Linked DNA regions of Mus musculus: regions 1 and 3 are each linked to region 2. The links are chromatin contacts, called in public Hi-C and promoter capture Hi-C maps. All regions are on one chromosome and are shown on one strand. The core of a region is the stretch at or near the end of the contact, and the rest is flanking DNA. Distances in the headings are between cores, read along the strand shown. Region 1 holds the start of Map1a (microtubule-associated protein 1 A). Region 2 holds the start of Zfp106 (zinc finger protein 106). Region 3 holds the start of Trp53bp1 (transformation related protein 53 binding protein 1).

Region 1 (2,888 bases), core at 67-2,566, 730 kb after region 2:
TCAAGATAGGGCTAAGATTTCTGTGAGGTACTTAACAGTCAGAACGTGGTTCACTGGCAGGCTTGAGGTATCAGCTATTACCTCTTTTCTATCCTTTTAAGGAGTAGGATTTCATGTGTGCACATGTGAGTGCAAGAGGACAACCTGGAGTGGTGTCCCTCAGACACCCTTTTCTTCTTTGTACTATAGATACCAGGGTCTCTCAATGGTATAGCTGGCCTGCGAGCTTCCAGAGATTCATCTGTCTCTCCCTCCTAGTTACCATCTCTGCGATTCCAAGTGCTCACCGCTGTGCCTGGCTTTTTTTTACAGTTCTGAGAACCTGAACACTTGCTTGCCAGGGAAGTACTTTACCAACTGAATCATCTCCGTAGCCTTTCTTCTCTTCTACCATCTCCAAAGTGCAAGGTAAATGGAAGAAAAAGCAAGTATAACTGGAGCCTAAACACAGGCCTTCTCTCTGATGCACACAACAGAATGACTCAGGGTAAGATCAGCTGTAGTGGTGGAGAGTCTTTGAAGAATGGGGAGTTGGGGGTTCAGCAAGAGAAGGGGAGAGGAAGGAAAGGAAGGGATGGAGAGAAGGAGAGGGAAAGACAGAGAATATTAATTCAGTTCTGTACAGTAATTACATGGTCTCCTAAATTTATCCACTGTGTCACATCCCTAGTAGCTGGGAAGTCTTTCCTGGGTTTTACTCAAATACTCTTTGCTGCAGTCTGAGCTCATTGCACTCAGCAAATATGGAGACTAGCCAACCACTATCCTTGGAATAACTACTCTCCAGGGACTCAGGGTAGGAAGGTCATCCTGTCCCCTCCAATACTGCGCAGCCTGATTGACCACGCCCGGAGCTCGGGGCAAGGACGGGGAAACCCAGGTTGGTAACCTAGACCCTGGCATGCAGCGAGGCGGGGGGAAAAATAGAGACAACGATAATTGCCAGATGGAGACCACGATAGAAACCCCGAGACAGCGAAGGGCAAGATGGCTCCCCAAGGTTCGAGAGAAGCTGCGGAACTGCCTCCCACACTGTGCTCAACGCAGACACAGCCTAACTAGATGGATGTTGTTCTCGCGCCTTGGACTCCGCCCTCGGCTGGGTCTCGCAGAACCCTTACCCTGGCTCAAGTCGGAGAGGGGCACTTGGTCAGGAAAACTGCAGGTGGATGACTGCAGCCACCACCCATAGCGGCACAACCACCGCATCCCCGCCCCGCCCCTGCGGCGCTTCAGCCCCGCCCCTAGAAGGCAGTGACCAATGAACGGCTCCTGCCGCCGGCCTTTAAGAACCGCGCGCACTCTCCCCGCAGCGGACGCAGCTAGCCTAACACTCCGCGGGAGTTTCCATGGCGACCGAAGCCGGGACCGCGCGGCCTGGCAGCGTTGCCATGGAGACAACTCCGGAGCTGGGGCTCCAGAGCCTCGGTGCACCGCCAGCTCAGAACCCGGCGGAGCCTCTTTGCGAGGCCGGTGCCGCGGTAGCGGCAGCGCGCTGGGACCTGCGGAAATACTCCTTGCTCATCGTGATCGGCGATATCGGTACAGAGAGTCAGCTGAGGGCCGTGCGGGCCCACCTTGAACAAGGTGAGCCGCTCTCCTGGCTTTTACGCAGTACTCCATCCATGCCTCTCCGCCATCTGCATTCATCTCCCAGTGCACATTTCTGTCTCCTCTATCTCTATGTGCACTTCCCGAAACCTGCGACCCTGTCACCTGCATCTTCCATGAATGTGCCTCTGTCCTCTCGAGCTGCCAACACCTTGCTTGCCCATCCTTTCTGCATACCCCATTCTGTTCCGCAGTGTCCCGGAGCAGGAGCAGGAGAAGCTCCGTGGAGACCCTGGGGTCCCTCTGGTCACACCCCTTTCCCGAAGCCACTGGACCATATATCCGAAAGTCCTCATCAGACCCTGAAAAGTCCATGTCCCTACCTTACAATTTCTTCTTTAGGGGAGGTTTTTGAACGCGAGGTACACATCTCAAATCTCTGAATGCTGGCAGCCAAGTTTAGAGAGTGACCTTCGTGGCTCTGCAGCTCACCTCCCTCAGCCGTGCCTGTGGCGCAGTGCTGCGGAGCCACCTGCGGGTGGAAGCAGGGGATGGAGGCAAGGGAGGGGGCATAGGAGAATCTAGAATCTGATTTAGCAAGAGGGATCATTATGGAAACCTACAGTATATGGAAATAGACCCTTGCGTGTCACTTCTACCGTAACTGTTTTGCCTTGAAAAACAAAAACTCCAAGCTCATTTATTAGTAAGCCCATTCTAAACTCTGCTCTTTGCCCTCTGGAAAGGGGAAAAAGCAGGTACTAGCTATCCTTCTTGGAGGCATCACCTCCCATTTCTTTCCTCTCCCAGGAGCTTGGCAATGCTTTCTGTGGGTGACTTTGACTAGAACCCTCTTATTTTTTTTCCCCCTTTTCTTTTACAGGGATTCTCTCCTGGAATATTGACTTATCATCCTTTGACTTGAACCAACAGTTGAGACTCTTCATTACCCGGCACCTAGCTCACTTCTCCTCAGAGGTCAAAGGTTAGGACTAGGGTTATTTGTCTCAGTCCTTTGGGTCCAGTATCCAGGCCAGAACTGGCCTTATGGGAGGATTGGGTAGGTAAAAAGGGAGGGACTTTTGATGGCTCCACAGCTATTTACACATGCTGTGGATAATGCCCAGTACACACTGCAACCACTCAATATGATGGTAGAGCATAATTTTGTCAGGAAAAACGTTGTTGTACACAGCAGCTGACAAGCACTAAGAAAGTGATCAAACCACTCGCAGGTAAAAGCTTTTCCTCTGTGTTCCCTTTCTGCATACCCCAGCTTTCTTGCTTCTCTTTATAAACATCCCAGAATGCCTCATTCACCTCCCCAGACCCTTATT
Region 2 (2,783 bases), core at 36-2,535:
CACTTGGGAGGCAGAGGCAGGCGGATTTCTGAGTTCGAGGCCAGCCTGGTCCACAAAGTGAGTTCCAGGACAGCCAGAGCTATACAGAGAAACCCTGTCTCAAAAAACAAAAATAAAAACAAAAACAAAAAAAGAATGTCTAATTGGGTGTATCAGAAAGAGATGAGCGTAGCCATCACCGGAGATGAAGTTCACTAACTCCACAACGTGAAAACTTCAACAAATCACTCTCAGTATCTCAGTACCTCATGTAAAAAGTACTACCCAAAAACATCTACTACAACAGCTTGTTAAATTCCCAAGACACACCTGAATGTACTTATCACACGCAAAGCAGATACTAAGTAACTCGTAGATGAATCTGATCATTCATTCTTTCGTTTTTTGGCGTTACACTTTTAAGATTCCCCCCTGTAGTTTTAGAACAGGATTTGGCTCTTAATCAGTCTGTGATTGGAATCACTTTAATATAAACCGATATGGTGGCTAGAACTGTAATCTGCTTCCAAGTTGGGGTAAAAAAACACACACACACACACAACACTGAAATCTGGAACTTCCCCAAAAAGATAGTTTACGTTACTTTCAAAGATGACTATACCTAACAGACTGAAACGGGAGGCGGTGCAATAATCTCCTCTCCACACTACGCACCAAAATCGTACTAAATATTAAATGGACACATACCGTTCCACTAGTTGCTACTACATTGCTAAGACGCATCCCACAAGTAGAGTCCTCAAAAGCAGGAAAAAGAGGCGACACTGTTAGTCTCGGAAGGCTAGAGATGGCCCTGGCCTGAAACCTACAGCTTTTAAACTAAGGCTGAGATTCCTCCTAGACTAGACCCCATGCCGACAGAGGTCAGGGCCTGCCCCAAAGGTCAAAAACCTGGAGCCACGCGTCCAGTCTGGGTTGCGAACAGAATCGGATTGCCCTTGCTGGAATCTGTGCCCAGAAGCCAGACGCACCGCTCGCCAATAAACCCTAAACCCACACAGGTCAGAAGGGGCATCGTAGCGTGGTCGCATGCAGGCGCAGCTCCACCACCTGTCCAGGGGGCAGACCCTCGGGCTCCGATACGCCCAACCAGGCCGCATCCTCCTTACTCACACTCACAGCCCGACCTTCCTACGCCATCTGGCCGCCGAGGACCCGGCGAGGGAGCTCCCAGACGCCCCCTTAGCCTCCGGTCCGGCGGCGGCCCGGGACCCGCTCCCCGCCGGGCACTGACGCCGCCGCCGCCGCCGCTACTACCACCATCGCGCAAGCGCGCAGGCGCACGCAACTCAGCACGCTCCCTCTCCCCTCCCACTCCATCCGCCCTTTTCAACCATCTAGCTTTATTTGAACATAAGAAGTGAACAACGGACACCAGACAAGTGGCCTTACTCAAAAAGGATGAAGAGCCCAGATAGGTCTTTTGCACAAACCAATTGGCTGCACCTTCTTTTTCTTGGTTTGTTTGTTTGTTTGTTTGTTTTCCCCATTTTCCAAGCTCTTTCTGGACTTCCCCTACTTTCTAAGCCCTCCACCATAAGCTGTGGCAGTGTCTTGACTACATTTCAAAACTATTCCTTCCTTGTGAAACTTTGGAACAGATAGATTCCAAGTTAGGCATGGTAGCTCACCTCTGCTTCTGGAGGTTGAGAGCAGAGTGTAACGGGAGTTCAAGGCTAGGCAAAGCTGTTACATAGTTCCTGGGCTACAATGTGATACTGTTTCAACAAAGGACAGAACTCAATTTAAATCTTAGCCTAGCCAGGCAGTGATGGCGCACACCTTTAACCCCAGCACTTGGGAGGCAGAGGCAGGCAGATTTCTGAGTTCTAGGCCAGCCTGGTCTACAGAATGAGTTCCAGGACAGCCAGGGCTACACAGAGAAACCCTTTGTCGAAAAACCTAAATAAATAAATAAATACGTTAAAGCCTCAAATCAAAATAAACAGCTACCTTCATTTATGTGTAAATCCAGATTCCTTCTAAAGGTTTAGGGAATTCTTCCAATTGTGTATTTGTGACATCACAAGTCCTTAAAGCATTTAAGGTCTGCTAGGCTGCTTTTTCTACTTCCCCTTTAAGGGAGATTACATACAGAAGTGCTTTGCTCTAAGTTCAGAGACATAGTTCAAGAAATGCCAATATAAGTGAGGACCAAAATAACCATAGACCAGGATTTCACAACATTGACAGGTTTTTGTTTTTGTTTTTGCTTTGCTTTGCTTTGTTTTGTTTGTTTGTTTGTTTGTTTGTTTGTTTTTCGAGACAGGGTTTCTCTGTGTAGCCCTGGCTATCCTGGATCTCACTTTGTAGACCAGGCTGGCCTTGAACTCAGAAATCCGCCTTCCTCTGCCTCCCAAGTGCTGGGATTAAAGGCACGCGCCACCATGCCAGGCAACATTTACAGTTTGAAGCAGATAACTGTTACCAGTTGCTGTCTAGTGCATTCTAAGATAATGTTCCCCCAACTCTCTAGACCCTGCCCAGTGTCCCCCTGGAGGGCAAAAAATGTCCCTAATTGAGAACTACAGTATTACATCCATAATTATCCCAATCCTTTTTTTTTCTTTCCATTTTTTATTAGGTATTTAGCTCATTTACATTTCCAATGCTATACCAAAAGTCCCCCATACCCACCCACCCCCATTCCCCTACCCGCCCACTCCCCCTTTTTGGCCCTGGCGTTCCCCTGTTCTGGGGCATATAAAGTTTGTGTGTCCAATGGGCCTCTCTTTCCAGTGATGGCCGACTAGGCCATCTTTTGATACATATGCAATTATCCC
Region 3 (2,766 bases), core at 97-2,596, 710 kb after region 2:
ATGGAGGCAACACCAAACTAATCACGGGTATCCAAAGGCTTACTGAACACTAGATAACAAACTAGGCTTCCTTACACATAATCTCAACTGCATGTTTAAATCGTTCTGCCCCCACAGGACCTTAAACACTGCAGAGAGCCAAGCCTTCAACTGCTCACCTGAAGCTTTCTTTTCTTTCAGATGTTCATTGAATGAGCTATTACTGTCTCCTTGTTCTACAGCAGATTGTTCCGGATTTGATACAATATCCTAGAAAACATGAGCACATAAGATCCTCACAGTACACAAAGTAGTACAACAGGGACCTTTCTGTGGGTGAGAACACGTTGATTTCATTTTTCGTTCCCCACCAACTTTATCCAAAAGCTAACAATCAACTAAACACGTTAATTTTCTGGGTTAGTTTGGTGTAGGGGGGTCAGAAAAAAATAATAACTTGAACAGGGCATCATCACTCACTCACCAACACGGGGTTCTCTTTGTGCATCTGCAGATTAGGAAGGTGTCGAGATAGCACGCTGAAGTGAGAGCCTGCATCTTCTTCCAGAACCTGGCTTTCAGGCTGAGAATCTTCTATTATCAGGCAAGGAGTGTCTTGCTGAGAGAAATCTGAATCCAATTGACTTCCAGTAGGGTCCATCTGCTCCCCTGGAATGGAATAACAAAAGATCAGTTCGAAGAGTAACCCTATTGAGCTTTCCACACACAATCTGAGACTAAATAAAGGGGCGGAAGTGTGAGATCGAGAAAGGGACCATTCTAGGGCTACCCAGTAGCCCACATTTGCAATCGCTCTTAGCACTTTCTCAGCCATCTCCCCAGCCCTCATTTCTCCGTTATTTACCACCGCGCCTCTGGATCCTTCGATCTCCCCCTCCCTCCCTCCTTTCTCTTCACCTTCCCTCAGACACGCTTCCTTCCTCACCTCTTCTCCCCGCCCCTTTCCATCCCCCACACAACTCTCCCCGCGTTCTGACGCCACTGAGCCCCGGGAAGACCTCTTCGCAACCCCGGCGGGCGGGAAGCCCACGGCCCTCATGCGGCCTCAGGACCACCGCGGCGGCTGCCTCCCCACCCCCTCCCCGGCCCTCCAACCCCGTCCCCGTCACCGCCGCCATGCTTGCCACCCCGCCCCCTCCAGGCGGCCAGCCCTTCAAGCCCGCCACCCGGGCCTCTGCGGCCCGCTAGCTCGGCTCCGCTCGCAGCACTACCTGGCATCCCGGCGAGAGGTGCCTCGCGCTGGATCTAGAGGTTTCTGCACGCTGCCCAGGCCCCTCCAGGTCGATCCCCAGGTCGCCACTGTCGCCACCGCCGCCACTGGCCGCGAGCTCCCCCTTTTCCCGTCACGTCACGCAATATCGGATCGCCCATTCGCTGCTGTTGTCTGCCACTCAGGAAATCCTATGGATGATAGGTGGCTGAGGTGAAGTGCCCGCCCCCAGCGTAAGAAAAGGAACACGGCGGCGTGTTTCCATGGTAGCATGGACGTCGCAGGCCCTCCCCCTAATACAGCCAGCATGACAGTATCCTTGAACCGAAGGGACATTAAGAGGGCATGAAATAAAAACCCCTGCCTGAAGGACGGGGGTACTCACTACTCACACTTGAGGGCTTCGGCCCCTTCACTGACTTCCGTGGAAAAGGAGAGTCTCCTGGATTTTCAAAGAAAGGGCAAAGAGGAGGAGAATTGAGGAGAGCTAGTACTTCTGAAATGGTGAAATGGAAGAGAAGCCTCTGTGGGGTTTGCCAGTGTCGATCAGGATCCCATTTGTAGACCTCTGCCTGAATTTAAAGGCTTCCGTTTTCCCACTCTATGTCTCTGGCAGTTTTGATTTTGTTGTTTTATATTGTCTTCGTGTTCCCACTCCCTTTCAAGCTTCCCTATTTGTCTCTCTCTGCCCTTTCTTTTAGGGAATTGCAGCAGCCCCAGACGCTTTGCACCTCCCATTGAACGAACTGAGCATTGTAATCCTCAAACTAGAAGCAAAGAGAACAGCTGTCACCCCTACTAACTCAATGACCTAAAGGATCCAGGCCCAGAGATTTAATTATCCTAATCATGGTGTCAGGGTCTTATAAAGGGTGTGGCAGCTGTGACAACTATTAATGAACTGAGCTCAAGATACATATGTGGTTTCACTGTCATTTTAATTTAAAGAGCCGTTGGATCTGGGCTAGAATTCTAACCAAGCAGCTGTCAGGAGGGAAAGCACCTAGCACAGTGCCAAGAATATACATAGAAGGCATTAAAATGGAGGCGGTTTTCTCTACTCCAGACTCAGAATTATTTAGGCACAGCCCATACATGATTCTCAACTTCTATAAATGCCCAGTTTAGCACTTGAAATAAGCCAAGCTTAGAGAGGAGCATCCTACCAGCCAATCTCCTCTCTGCTGCTATAAATTACAGTGATCATATTCTCCTAACCCAAAAATCAAAGCATGTTGTCTTCATACGCATTACTTGTGGGAACAAAAGGATCAGCTTAAACGAAATCGCTCTGAAAATTTTAGGATCTATTGTTATAACTAAAATTCCAATCCTAGAATGTTTTACAAGTAGAGCAAAAATGACCCAAATCACAGAGACACATCTTACCTCTTAATCCTAAAATCATTCATGATTGACTCCTGAGTTTCTCTACTGAGTACTAGACATCAAATCAATGCAATCAAAAAAAAAAAAAAAAAAGACCCCACCTCAAGCCGACCTCAACTATAGCAGAGCACTAAGTGTATCAGTCTGCTTAGCTTGAGAGGAAGGAG

The links. Promoter capture Hi-C pulls out the DNA fragments that hold promoters and counts their contacts. Hi-C and Micro-C count contacts between places; a contact is called where the count stands out from the background.
Region 1: a Hi-C map of muscle stem cells shows a contact between it and region 2, with 4 times the contacts expected there. The contact joins the promoter of Map1a here to the promoter of Zfp106 in region 2. A contact is called at or near these places in 1 of 39 promoter capture datasets (cranial neural crest), 1 of 484 Hi-C or Micro-C datasets (muscle stem cells), 3 of 115 datasets of contacts at active chromatin or transcription factors (astrocytes, extraembryonic endoderm stem cells and microglia) and 1 of 9 other capture datasets (pancreatic islet).
Region 3: a contact with region 2 is called in a promoter capture Hi-C map of pre-B cells, with 2.4 times the contacts expected there. The contact joins the promoter of Trp53bp1 here to the promoter of Zfp106 in region 2. A contact is called at or near these places in 2 of 39 promoter capture datasets (cranial neural crest and pre-B cells) and 1 of 115 datasets of contacts at active chromatin or transcription factors (microglia).

The regions. Positions count from the first base shown.
Region 1 is chr2:121,288,286-121,291,173 of GRCm38.p6, forward strand. It overlaps Map1a (microtubule-associated protein 1 A), which reads left to right and starts at 1,317. Exons shown (of 7, transcript NM_032393.2): 1 at 1,317-1,587; 2 at 2,435-2,536. The coding sequence starts at 1,350. It also overlaps a transcript of Trp53bp1 not described here.
Region 2 is chr2:120,562,574-120,565,356 of GRCm38.p6, forward strand. It overlaps Zfp106 (zinc finger protein 106), which reads right to left and starts at 1,286. Exons shown (of 22, transcript NM_011743.3): 1 at 1,114-1,286.
Region 3 is chr2:121,270,061-121,272,826 of GRCm38.p6, forward strand. Trp53bp1 (transformation related protein 53 binding protein 1) reads right to left here and starts at 1,347. Exons shown (of 28, transcript NM_013735.4): 1 at 1,212-1,347; 2 at 464-648; 3 at 159-249. The coding sequence starts at 1,218.